Regions from separate parts of the Mus musculus genome. Here region 2 is linked to region 1. The links are chromatin contacts, called in public Hi-C maps. All regions are on one chromosome and are shown on one strand. Each heading gives the region's core, a stretch centred on a gene start, on an enhancer-like site or on the middle of the called end of the contact. The rest is flanking DNA. Distances are from core to core; before and after follow the strand shown. Region 1 overlaps Gm34264 (a long non-coding RNA gene). Region 2 has its middle 33 kb from the start of Gm34770.

Evidence for each region. A called contact is a pair of places that touch in the nucleus more often than the background predicts.
Region 2: a Hi-C map of bone marrow-derived macrophages shows a contact between it and region 1, with 20 read pairs. The contact joins two enhancer-like sites. A contact is called at or near these places in 1 of 15 datasets of contacts at CTCF or cohesin (large pre-B cells), 5 of 484 Hi-C or Micro-C datasets (the N1E-115 cell line, bone marrow-derived macrophages, embryonic stem cells and 2 more), 10 of 115 datasets of contacts at active chromatin or transcription factors (acute myeloid leukemia, bone marrow-derived macrophages, differentiating embryonic stem cells and 6 more) and 1 of 9 other capture datasets (embryonic stem cells).

Annotation. Positions count from the first base shown.
Region 1 is chr9:61,307,968-61,313,465 of GRCm38.p6, forward strand. It overlaps Gm34264 (a long non-coding RNA gene), which reads right to left. Exons shown (of 3, transcript XR_379514.2): 3 at 4,318-4,340. Among named protein-coding and RNA genes, the nearest start is that of Gm51683, 4.0 kb to the right of the region's middle. Within about 2 kb of position 2,249, at least 31 of the 459 cell types and tissues checked have an H3K27ac peak or open chromatin away from gene starts, as enhancers often do. A contact at or near this core is called in bone marrow-derived macrophages, where this site is marked.
Region 2 is chr9:61,691,176-61,697,085 of GRCm38.p6, forward strand. No RefSeq gene overlaps it. Among named protein-coding and RNA genes, the nearest start is that of Gm34770, 33 kb to the left of the region's middle. Within about 2 kb of position 4,381, at least 33 of the 459 cell types and tissues checked have an H3K27ac peak or open chromatin away from gene starts, as enhancers often do. A contact at or near this core is called in bone marrow-derived macrophages, where this site is marked.

The sequences.
Region 1 (5,498 bases), core at 999-3,498:
ACAATGTTATGGTTTATATATATGCTCGGCCCAGGGAGTGGCACTATTGGGAGGTGTGGCCTTGTTGGAGTAGGTGTGTCACTATGGCGAGGGCTTTAAGACCCCCATCCTAGCTGCTTGGAAGCCAGTATTCTGCTAGCAGTCTTCAGATGAAGATGTAGAACTCTCAGCTACTCTAGCACCATGCCTGCCTAGATGCTGCCATGTTCCCACCTTTATGATAATGGACTGAACCTCTGAACCTGTAAGCTAGCCCTAATTAAATGTTGTCTTTATAAGAGTTGCCTTGGTCATGGTGTCTGTTCACAGCAGTAAAACTCTAACTAAGACAAACAACATATTACCAAATGACCTACAGTGTAGTCTCACAATGGCTACCATCTAAAACTGTTTTGTTTTGATACAGTCTTGCTCATTGACCCAGGCTGACCTCAAACTCATAATCTTACTGCCTCCATTTCCCATGAGGTAAGACTTCGTTTGGGTATCACCACATATAGCTATGCATCCTTCAAAAATGTTTGCCAGGTTGGAGAGATGGCTCAGCAGTTAAATGCACTGGCTGCTCTTCCAGAGGATCCAAGTTCAGTTCCCAGCAACCACTAGGCAGCTCATGACCATCTGTAACTTCAGTTCCAGGGGATCTGATGTCCTCTCTGACCTCCAAGAGCACGGTGTGCCTGAGACACACAGACAAATCACCCATTCACATGAATAATCATTTTTAAAGTTTTAAATAATGTTTGCCAAGAACTTAAAGATCCCTAAAAAGGAAACACACCAGAGTATTTGCTGGGAAAATGCACTTCATATACAGTAGGGTCTGTATTCTCTACTATTTAGACATATCAGATACCTTAGAGATTATGGATAATTTTAAGTATCAATACTAGAAATGTGTGTTTTTCTGCTTTACTTTTAAAATTGTAAAGATACTATTTTAATGTTTCTTTCAAGATTTGTTTTTATTTATGGAAGCACGTGCCCGTGAAGGCCTGAAGGGGCCATGAGTTCCCTTGGAGTAACAGACATTTGTGAGCCACGTATGGTGTGTGCTGAGATCTGAAATCTGACCCCTGATAGAACAATAGTAAATACAATTAACTGCCGAGCCGGCTCCCTAGCTCTGGTGTTTGTTTGTTTGTTTAAAGCATGTAAGATTTGCACCAAGGCCTGAACTGAAATCACATGGTGACAGATAAGGCACTTTGACAAGACTGAAGTCCACTGTGGCTTGTGTTAATTTACTAGACAACTCCTGGTGACATGCAAGTGTCTAGAGAATCCCTTCTGAGCTGTCACTCCCACACAATCAGTCATGCACGTGGATCAGAAACCACCAATGGCACTGAGAGCACAGCAGACCTCACTGGTGGCTCCTCCGGTTTCCCTGCTCTAGGCATGGAGCAAGATTTCCCTAACCAATAATGAGCTCCTGTTTTAGTAAGAGAGTGTCAGACAGAGAGAGAGGGAGAGAGAGAGGTGAGTGATGTTGACCGCTGACCTCCATACACACAGGAGACTAAAGACAGTTCCCAGTGGTGGAGCACCTGCATAGCCTTTAGGGTTCCCTGAGTTCATCACTGCAAAACACGCGAACAAGCAAATGAATCTTGTGGACGGTATACCACTTTAAATCCAGGACTGGCTGGGTTGTAGCTCGTCAGCAGGGAGCTCTCAATATCCCCTTCTCCCAACTGTGAGTGCTTCTCTAGAACTGATAGGTGGTGGGCCTAAGGTAAGCCTAGCTTGTCTCCCTGAAGCCTCATCTGGGTGAACCTGGAGCAAATGTCAAGCCTATGGGTGGCACATACTCATGCTGGCTCTCCCAAGCCTTAGAGTCTTGAGATGGGTAGGAGAAGCGGCCAGCCAGGCCTGGCCTGAGCCCCAGCTGCCCTGGGCTTCCATCCACGCTGCCTCACCATGCCCTTTCCAGACACATCAGGTCCCTCCTCCTCCTTGGCAGGCATGCCCATTAGTTCATAGTGAGGACTCTTTCTTAATTGCCTTGGGACTTCCCCCTGACTAACTGGGGGAAAAGTTGGCATCCTGTCCATCATACCAGCAAAACCAATCTGAGAGCAGAAGCATGGAGTGCTGGCGAGACTGGAGATGCTGGCACATTTAGTTGGAACGATTATGTCTTTAAAAAGGCAGTTGTGCAATCTATAAAGTTTGCAGCAGGGACTCTAGTGCCCTTGGCTTCTGCTTCTGAGATATGCAAACTGCGTGTTTTCTTTAACCGTCCTCTTCCCCATGGCTCTGCCTAAGATACGAATAACCTTTTCCTCTTTTCTCTTGCTCTTGCCCACTAACTCCTGGAACCACTCGCTGTTCTTGTCCAAGCTACCTTTGAAGGAAGATTAACCCACTGGCAGGGTTAATCTTCACTTTGAGGTCTACAGACTTAGCTCTCTTGGCAGAGTACTTGCCCAGCATGTGCAAAGCCCAGGGTTCAATCCCCAGCACTGCATAAACTGGTTGTGGTGATCTGCACCACTCCTAGCAAGTGGGAGCTGGAAGCAGGCGGATCAGAGAAGTTCAAGGTTTGAGAGTAGCCTAGGATACTGCTTCAGTCTCTCAGATATCCAGGATGACAGACCAGCACCACCACGCTAGGTAGGCTGTTCACATCTCTATCCTAAACCCAGGGAGATGGATTCCAGGAAGGAAGATATCTGAAAGGGGGATTCTAAGACCCATTGCCTGAGATGAGCTGCAGATCAAAGGGCCTAGCGTCTGATGAGCTCTGCTGCACGCCAACTGCTGGCTCTTGTAGGAGGGAGTGTTATCTTCAGGCCACCACAGCCATTCCTATCCACATCGTGTAGATAAGTAGACAGAGGCTCAGAGATTAACTCAGAGGCCCAGGACCCCACAGACAGAAAGTGGCAGTAGCCTGGCAGACATGCCCCCCACTGCCCCCCTCTTCTGCGGAAAGACCAAGCCCAGTGTTGAGCAGGCAGAACCTGGCTACAGGATGTGTTGTTTGGCCCAACTGAGGCTTCTTTAAAATTTGGAAATTTTTTTTTACAGAAGTTCAGGAGAAGGGAAATTAGAAATCTGGCAAAAGAATGTTCTTGTTCCTCATGGCAAGAGTGACCTGGAACTGTGTGGGGGCTGAGACCTTTGAGCAAGCCTGGCCAGCTGTCCCGTTCCAAGTCTGTGACTGGCCTGCATGGCTCCTGTATATTGTTATCTCCTGGACTCCTAAGACTGTGCATGCCTCTGTCCCCTGGCCTGGGGACTAGCTCTGACTCGATATCTCATTGAAGGGGACAGCTAGACTATGCAGACCCTGGAGGCCTCTGACTCCATGAAACCCCTACATGCTCTGTCCCTCTTCTTTTCTCTACTGTCTCTCCCCTTCCTTCTGTCCCTGGTCTGCCCGCTCCCAGCTTGGCTTCTAGCACACTCACGCATATAAGCATGCACATACACCACACAGTACAGTGGTCTCTCTGCAGGCCTATGGACTTGGGTGTGTCTCTGTCTTTGCATCACACACACACACACACACACACACACACACACACACACACACACCCAGAGAGAGAGAGGGAGAGAGAGAGAGAGGGAGAGAGGGAGAGAGAGAGAGAGAGAGAGCAGTGTACTCTACCAGAGAGCAGGGATGTACTATCTCTCAACACTATCATAAGGGCACTCTGCCTCTGGGGTCCAGGTGGAAGCAGAGGAGTCTGGGAAGGGGCACATGAGTGGAGGAGATGTTGTTTCTCACCCCACACAGAACACTCCAAGCCAGCCTACACCTCCCTGAGGTATCAGATGTGATGTATGAGGTGTGTAGAGACCCTGCAGCGCCAGCCAAGTGCCTGGACTAGTAATCTCTTCCCTTTCACACCACGAGGGCCTGGGATTTATTAACTGGGAGTGCTCAGGGGAGTCATGAGCTGCTGGTGAACCAGCTGAGGCTCCTAGCGTGAGCTGCTGCTGCAGAGGCCAGGCGGATGCCCGGCAGGAACCTTCAGTCCTTAGGTGGCTGGTTCTCTGAGACCCTCAGGCTTGATTTCAGGAAAGCATGGGGAACAAAGCCGACTTCTCCCAAGTAGGGGCCCCGGGCAGAGCCCCCAGCCTGCCGCTTGGCTCTGAATGCTGTCCTTGCCCCTCTGAGGGACTTTTAGCCAGTCTGCAGCTTAGCTTCTCAATTAGGCCAATAGATGCCCTTGTGAACCTCAGAAGGGGAGGTCGGGGGTCCTCAAAGGAAAGAGAAAAGTTGTGGGAGTTCTTAGGCCTGAGATTGCATGGGGCTCACCTGTGATGCTTCACAGACACACATATTCTCTCACCAGAGGCCATGGGGAGCCAGCTGGATGGGCAGCCTGGAATTACACATAGGGAGAGAGTGGAAGGCATCATGACTTTCTAATAAAATGTATGGAATAAAGTCTCTCTCTCTCTCCCCTCCACCTCTCTCCCACTTCCCCTCGTGTGTGTGTGTGTGTGTGTGTGTGTGAGAGAGAGAGAGAGAGAGCGATAGAGAGAGAGAGAGAGCACACACGTGCGAGTGTGCCCTCCACCTTCTTTTTTGAGACATGGTCCCACTGAACCTGAAGCCAGCATATTAGTTAGACTGGCTGTCCCCACCCCCCAGCCCCACCCCAGGGAGCCTCCTGCCTGTGTCTCCTCAGTAAGGAGTGCAAATGAGTTAGTCTCAGCCAAAGCCAGGCACATGCAAAGAACTCCTGTGTGACTAACGGGCAAGCTGTGGAAGAGGCTCTGGTATGAAGGCACCCACCTCAGCCGTGAAGTGAGGCTGTACTACCCACAATGCTCGGTACACAACACGTGGATCCCAAGCATTACGGAAGTAAATGTAGTCTCTCAGAAAGCAGTAAGAGCAGGTTCGCTTTTTGTATTTCAAGCCTAGCCCCCACCTCCAACATCCCCCCTCCAGAAACTGAGCGTGCTTTTGGACGGTAGTTAAATACACTGTCCATGGCGGAAAGCTGTTTGGTTCACTTCGTAGACCCAGATGATTGTTCTGGAAAGACTGGCGTTTTCCCACTGGTCTGTTGGTTTATGGGTATGCCTTTAGTCATCAGTTCATGGAGAGCCACTTCCAGGAAAGGGTTCAGCTTCCATTCAGGTATTTGATTCTGGTTTTAAAGGTTAACTCGGTGCCCTGTTATCAACATTCTCTGCCTTTTCTTTATTCAGCCCTGTTTTTCTTATTGTTCAAGGTAAGGGAGCTGGAATTTACGAGCTGCGACAAAACACACCATATATAACACATCCTGCAAACATGTTATTGTAGAAACTTATTTGATCTGAGCAGAAATAGTAACCCCTGCCCTGCCAATGGCTCATGGGAAAATGGTTCCATGGCTGATGTAAAGGGGCGCCTGAGCGGTTTTCCTTAGCAATATATTCCAAGGAATGAATGCTGTATGGCATATATGTCTGTGTGCACGTATGTTTGCGGGTGAGTGTGCCCATGTATGCTTATATAAAGGACAAAAGAGAGAACCTTGCATGTC
Region 2 (5,910 bases), core at 3,131-5,630, 390 kb after region 1:
TCCTAGCACTTCAGAGGCTGAGGCAGGAGGATGAAGAGTTGAAGGTCAGCTTGGACTACATAATAAAACCTTGTCTCAAAAAAAATGGAGATATTAAGACGCACATTTTAGGAATAAGACAGCAATTGGAGGACACAGTGTGGGAAGAGAATGCACTATTATTGCTGACTACACCCCTTGATCAATCTTTATATCTTACTTGAGGTGATATCTTACATACACACACACACACCCGTTATAATAATCTAGAGAATGAATTAAATGTACGTGAAGTACCTTATACCAAATTGGTGTCCAATTAATGTTTAACTTCAATTGAATCAGCCATAATATGCTTGTTCATTCATTTAATCTATCAGCTGATAGCACTGAATAGAGGCTGTTCCTTGTCCCACACTTTGGACAGGATACAGAAAGGTGGTTCGGTCTTGATTTGCACCCACAGGAGTTTACTTCTTAGAAGTCAGAACAACAAACTATATATACATAAGCACACAGATTATAAAATCAAATCTGAAAAAAAATAAAATCATCCAGAAACCAAATACAAAGTATTTGCTTAATGGCGACTTGGGAGTGAAGGCCTAGACGCTATGAGAGAGTCAGCATGTGAGGCCTTACCGGGAAAAAGCATCTCTGTCGATGCTCCAGGAGCATAGGAGAAAGAGCTGGGGACAGAGAACAGTTATCTAAGTCACTGACTAAGTCAGGCCAAGTTCCTCCTGCTGTTAGAACAAACAGCCCCAAATCTGTATGAGTTACAACAGGAAAGCTTCATTGAGCTTCTTGCCAGATCATTGGTGATGGATTTTTTTGCCCAGGAATCCAAACCCAAGCTCTGGCCAATGAGATGACTCAGCAGCCATCTTAGGTGTTTGCCACAAAGCTTGATGGACTGAGTTCAATCCCTGGGACCTGAATGTTGGAAGGAGAAAGCTGATTCCTGGAAGCTGTCCTCTGACCTCCACACACTTGTCGTGCAGGCATACAATGTAAATGCAAAAATATTTAAAAGTAAAAATAAAACCCAATCCCCTACCAAACAAAACACCCTCAACACCCCCCTAGAGTCTCCTGGCAGTGCCCACTGTGTCCTTTATGTATTTGGTCAGAACAAAGAGAAAAGTCTCCTGGGACAATGAAGATCACCCCATGGACACAGCACCCAGGGTCGATCTGAGCTCAGATACACAGTCTTGAGTCCACAGAGGGGCTTGGAAAGAGACTGTGACTATGTGCAAACCAAGAACTTCAGAGAGGGAAAGAACACAAGGTGATTTTTCTGCCTCACAAGGCAAGTACAGGTAGGAAGTGTGGGGCAAGATGAGAAGCAGACAACCAGCCTTTGTAACTAAGGAAGGAAATGTGAATTTTATCCTTAGGGAATCAGCAGGCATCCCGGCTTTCCCTATAGACCAGACAGGATTTTATTCCATAAGAATGAGAAGCTAGTCCAAAGCAATGGTACGACCGTGATTTGTATCTTGTATCTTTACTCTTATGTTGTGTGTGTGTGTGTGTGTGTGTGTGTGTGTGTACATGCAAGCACACATGCATATGTATATGTAGATGCCACAGCATAAATGTGGAAGTCAGAGGACAACTTGAGAAAGCCAATTCTCTCCTTACACCGTGTGTATGGCCAGGATCAAGACCAGGATCTCAGGCCTAATGGCAGGCACCCTTCCCACTGGGCATTCCACTGGCCCCTAACTGAGATCTTAAAAAGACTCCCTGGCTGCCAGGAGAACAGTGTCCATAGGGGATCATGGGAACCAGAAGACCAAGTGGGAGGGTTCAGCAGCAGTCTGGCAGAGAAGAGGGGGAAATGGATGTAAAAGTGACATGGCCTCAATCGTACAGTGAACCTAAGAGCCTCAAATCGCACTTAGCTTCACTGGCCAGGCAGTGTGCAGATTTTGCTGATCCCCTGGGTATCAGGTAAGATCTTTAAGAGGTTAGAGAAAGCATAAAAGACTGTGGCAGAAGGTAGCTGGCTACCCAGGGTGGAACCATCTCCAGGATTACTCCCTGGACCAAAAGCTGAGGCTCGGCTCCCCTGTTGCACCTTCAGCCTCCTGGCCTTCAGCAACCATAGGTTCTCTTCAAGTTTTGCTTTCCTTGGAGTGAACCATGTGAATATCCAGTCAGGCTGGCTTCTGCCAGACACACTCAGGTGGCCCTAGGGAAGCTGGGAGGGGGGCTGTGTGGACAACTTGCACAGAAAGTGAGCCTCTCCCAAACACACCTACGGTCATTACTCTCCATCCTCCCGACTGGGCTGGGAAATTAGTTACTATTATCCCATCCTACAGGGAAGGGTATATTCAAGGTGCTCCCGTGACTTGCCTAAATTTGTCCTGTCACCAGCATCCCAGGGTTTAAAAACAGATCTTTTGCTGGGTGTGGTGATGCATGCCTTTAATCCCGGCACCACAGAAGCAGAAGCAGAAGGACTGCTCTGAGTTCCAGGCTAGCCTGGTCTACATAGCAAGTTTCAGGCCAGCCAGAGCTACATTATGAGACTCTGTCTCAACCATACTAAACAAAAACAAAGGGAAAAAACAGGCAAACAAAAAGCTCTTTCCTTTGTTCTAGTGCGGAGCAGTAGATCTTCCCACTGGCAGGTCTAACCTGCAGCCCGACACATTTGTATGTAACATTACATCACAATGTCAGATGCTTGGATACGGGCTGAGGAGATGGCTCAGTTGGTAATGAGTTTGCCATCAAGCATAAGAACTCCAATGCCAATACAAAAAGCTTGAGTGGTGCCACTCACCTGCAGTCCCAGAGCTTGCTGGGAGCTGGGAACAGCAGAGACTTAGGAGATGATCCCAGCAACCACAGAAAAAGCTGGGTGTGGCTTTGACTGCCTGTAACCCAAGCGCCAAGGGAAAGTGGAGACAGGTAAGTCCTGAGAGGTTGCTGGCCGGCTAGCCTAATTGAAACTCAAGCATCCGGCGGAAGGAGAGATCCTAGCTCAGGATAAGGTGGATGGTGCAGCACATGACATGCATAAGAATAAACAAGCAAATACATAAAATAAGCAAATGAGTAAGCCAGTAAAAGTTACTCGAGAGGAAGGAAGAAGGAAGGGAGGGAGGGAGGGAGAAAAAAAGGAAGGAAGACAGACCACAAAATGTCAAGCAAAAAATGTGGACACATCTTGAGGAATGACAACGGAGGTCAACCGCTGACCTCCACGAGCAGCTGTAACCACCCACACATGCACCTGTATATACATAAACGAAGCTTGCACACCCGTGACTCGCTTGGCCGTGTGGAGGCGAGCAGCTACTACCGTACTTCCCACATGGAGAGAACTGGATCCTCCCCAGCTCCAGAGTACAAGTGTGGCACCAGTATGGCAGATGTGCCATCTGTCCTAGTCCCTGACTTACAAATGTACCTGATCCTTGGAATTACATGGCAGCATTTAGACACCTACCACCCTGAGCTATCCCAGATGTACTGAAGCAGATGCTCTTGGTGGAACGGGGGCTGGTACTCACTGCACATGTTAAATCTCTAGAGAACCTCCCCATAGAGTGTTACAGTGGTCAGAAGCGACGTGATGCCAGCCCGTGTATACACAGGTCAGGAACGAGTCACTGGAGAAGAAACGGCACCAAGGTAGTGAGTTAGCAACCAAGGCAGGAATGAGAGACAAGTTTCCTCAGAATGAATGAAGTTCTAAGGCAGTGGTTCTCAACCAATGGGTTGTGAGCCCTTTGGGATCCAAAGACCCTTTCACAGGGGTCACATATCAGATATTTATACTAAAATTCATAACAGCAGCAAAATTAGAGTTATGAAGTAGCAACAAAAGTAGTTTTATGGTTAGGGGTGATCACAATGTGAGGAACTATTTAAAGGGTCGCAGCATTAGGAAGGTTGAGAACCACAGCTCTAAAGGAAAGCCACCTTTACCAACAATATTTTGGGCCAAAGCAGAGTACAAACTTAGGGTTATCGTCCCATCAGAGTGCCCATTGGATCACTACTGTGAGTTACAGGAGATGACTGGCCTGCCCTGTATCAACTGTAGCATCATTTAGGAGCTACATCCTTGCAATCTATGTCTGCAAGTCTTCTGGGATTTCTGTTGTTGAGAGTCGTATTTGTAACCCACTCTCTCCCCATTTCACAGTTGATAAAATCAAAGCCCAGAGGAAAAAGGTTTGCTCGAGATCACTCGGGCTAGTGGCAGAGTTCTCTGACTCAGGCCTGGGCTCCTTGCCACACACTCTAATCTATAGCAAAGCTGGACCACACGGGGGCAGCTAGGGGAGGGCGTGGGCGTGCATGCTTGACCTGTCAGTTGCAACCTTCAGCCCATTCCGTTTAAAGAGCTGCCTCAGCGAGACATCTAATTAGCTGACTTTAGCCCAGCTTCCTTCCTCTGGTTATTGATGTCTCTTCTCCCGTCTCTTCCTGGTGCTGGCCCTTGCTCATCCAAATGTGATCAATTACTCACAGGAATAAATTATGCACGTAGCCTACAGTCTATTAGGTAATCGTTGGTGTGCTGGCTGAAAGAACCGAGCAGGGAAGACAAGCTGTCTAGAGCAGAGGCCAGTGGGAGGGGACCTCTGTTGGTCCAGGAATGGAGAAACCTGTAAGCAGGAAACATTGCAGCCCTCCAAGCAAAGGTTGAAGTTGGAGACTGGTAGGGGTGGAGAGGAAGAGGGTGCAGGGTCTAGACTTTCAGGCCAAACTTGAAACCAGCTTGAGGGGCAATTGTAGCTCTGCTCTGCCTTTTTCCTGGACAGATGACACTCCCTCTCTAATTCCCACCCCTCGCTGGCCTTCCCTCTGGCCCTGTTCCCCCAGAGTCTCCTGTGAAAAGCATAAGTCAAAGCAATCTCACTGCAGTAAAGGTTCTGACTGACTCAGGAGGTCAGAGGAGCTCCCAGGAAACAGCAAGGTTACGGGGAACAAGGCTCTGGAGTTTAGCTTGGGTTAAGCAAAGTGGCCAGCCAGCTGTGTTTTCTGGTAGGTTCTTTTCTAATGTGGACACTTTCTGGGCCCTTGCTTGCACAATCCGATCCACTTAGAAAAGTTCAGATTTCACTTGGGCTAGTCTTGGGAAGAATAGGCCCTTAGAAGCCACTTCGGGTAAAAAGCAAAAAAAAAAAAAAAAAAAAAAAAAAAAAAGAAAGAAAGAAAGAAAGAAAAAGGAAAAAGCCCCTCTAGTTTGCCAGTTCACAATCTATCAATGAGGGAATCTGAAGCAGAAACCGTGAAGGAACTTCTTGGCTTACTCAATACCAGTTGTAATATATAGCCTGGGACAACCTGCCTAGGGATTGTGCTGCCCATGGTAGGCTGGGTCTACATCAACCATCCATCAAGACAGTTCCTCATAGGCCAATCTTTCAAGGCAGCTCTTCAATTGAGATTCCTTCTTCTTCCCAGGTGACTCTAGGTTCTGTCAAGCTGACAGTGAGAGCAAGCAGCCTCACTACAAGGTACAAGTCTTACAAGCCTTGAGGCGGGAGGAAAGCCCAACTTCTCTGGTTGTGTTTTGTGTGTGTGCCTCTTTTATTTCTGGTCAGACTCATGATTGACTCTTCATAGACACATTACCCACTCAGAGAGTGTCTGGCTACCTACCCTATTTCTTTCCTCTTCCAGACTGGAAACACAAAGATAACTAACTCATTGTCCTAAACCTGCAGTCACCTTAGATTCCAGGGATGGCCAGTCCCTGCAGGATGAATGACCTACAAGATGAAAACAAAAATATCTACCATGGAAACGGCACACCTTGTATCTGATCAGGTGACACAGACCAGATCATAGACTCTATTTATTGGACCACTTTGTAGGACCACACCTTGCTCAAGACTGCTTAGTTATGCACGCCTCCCCTCCCACCCCGTCCAGTTCTTCCTCTACTTAAAT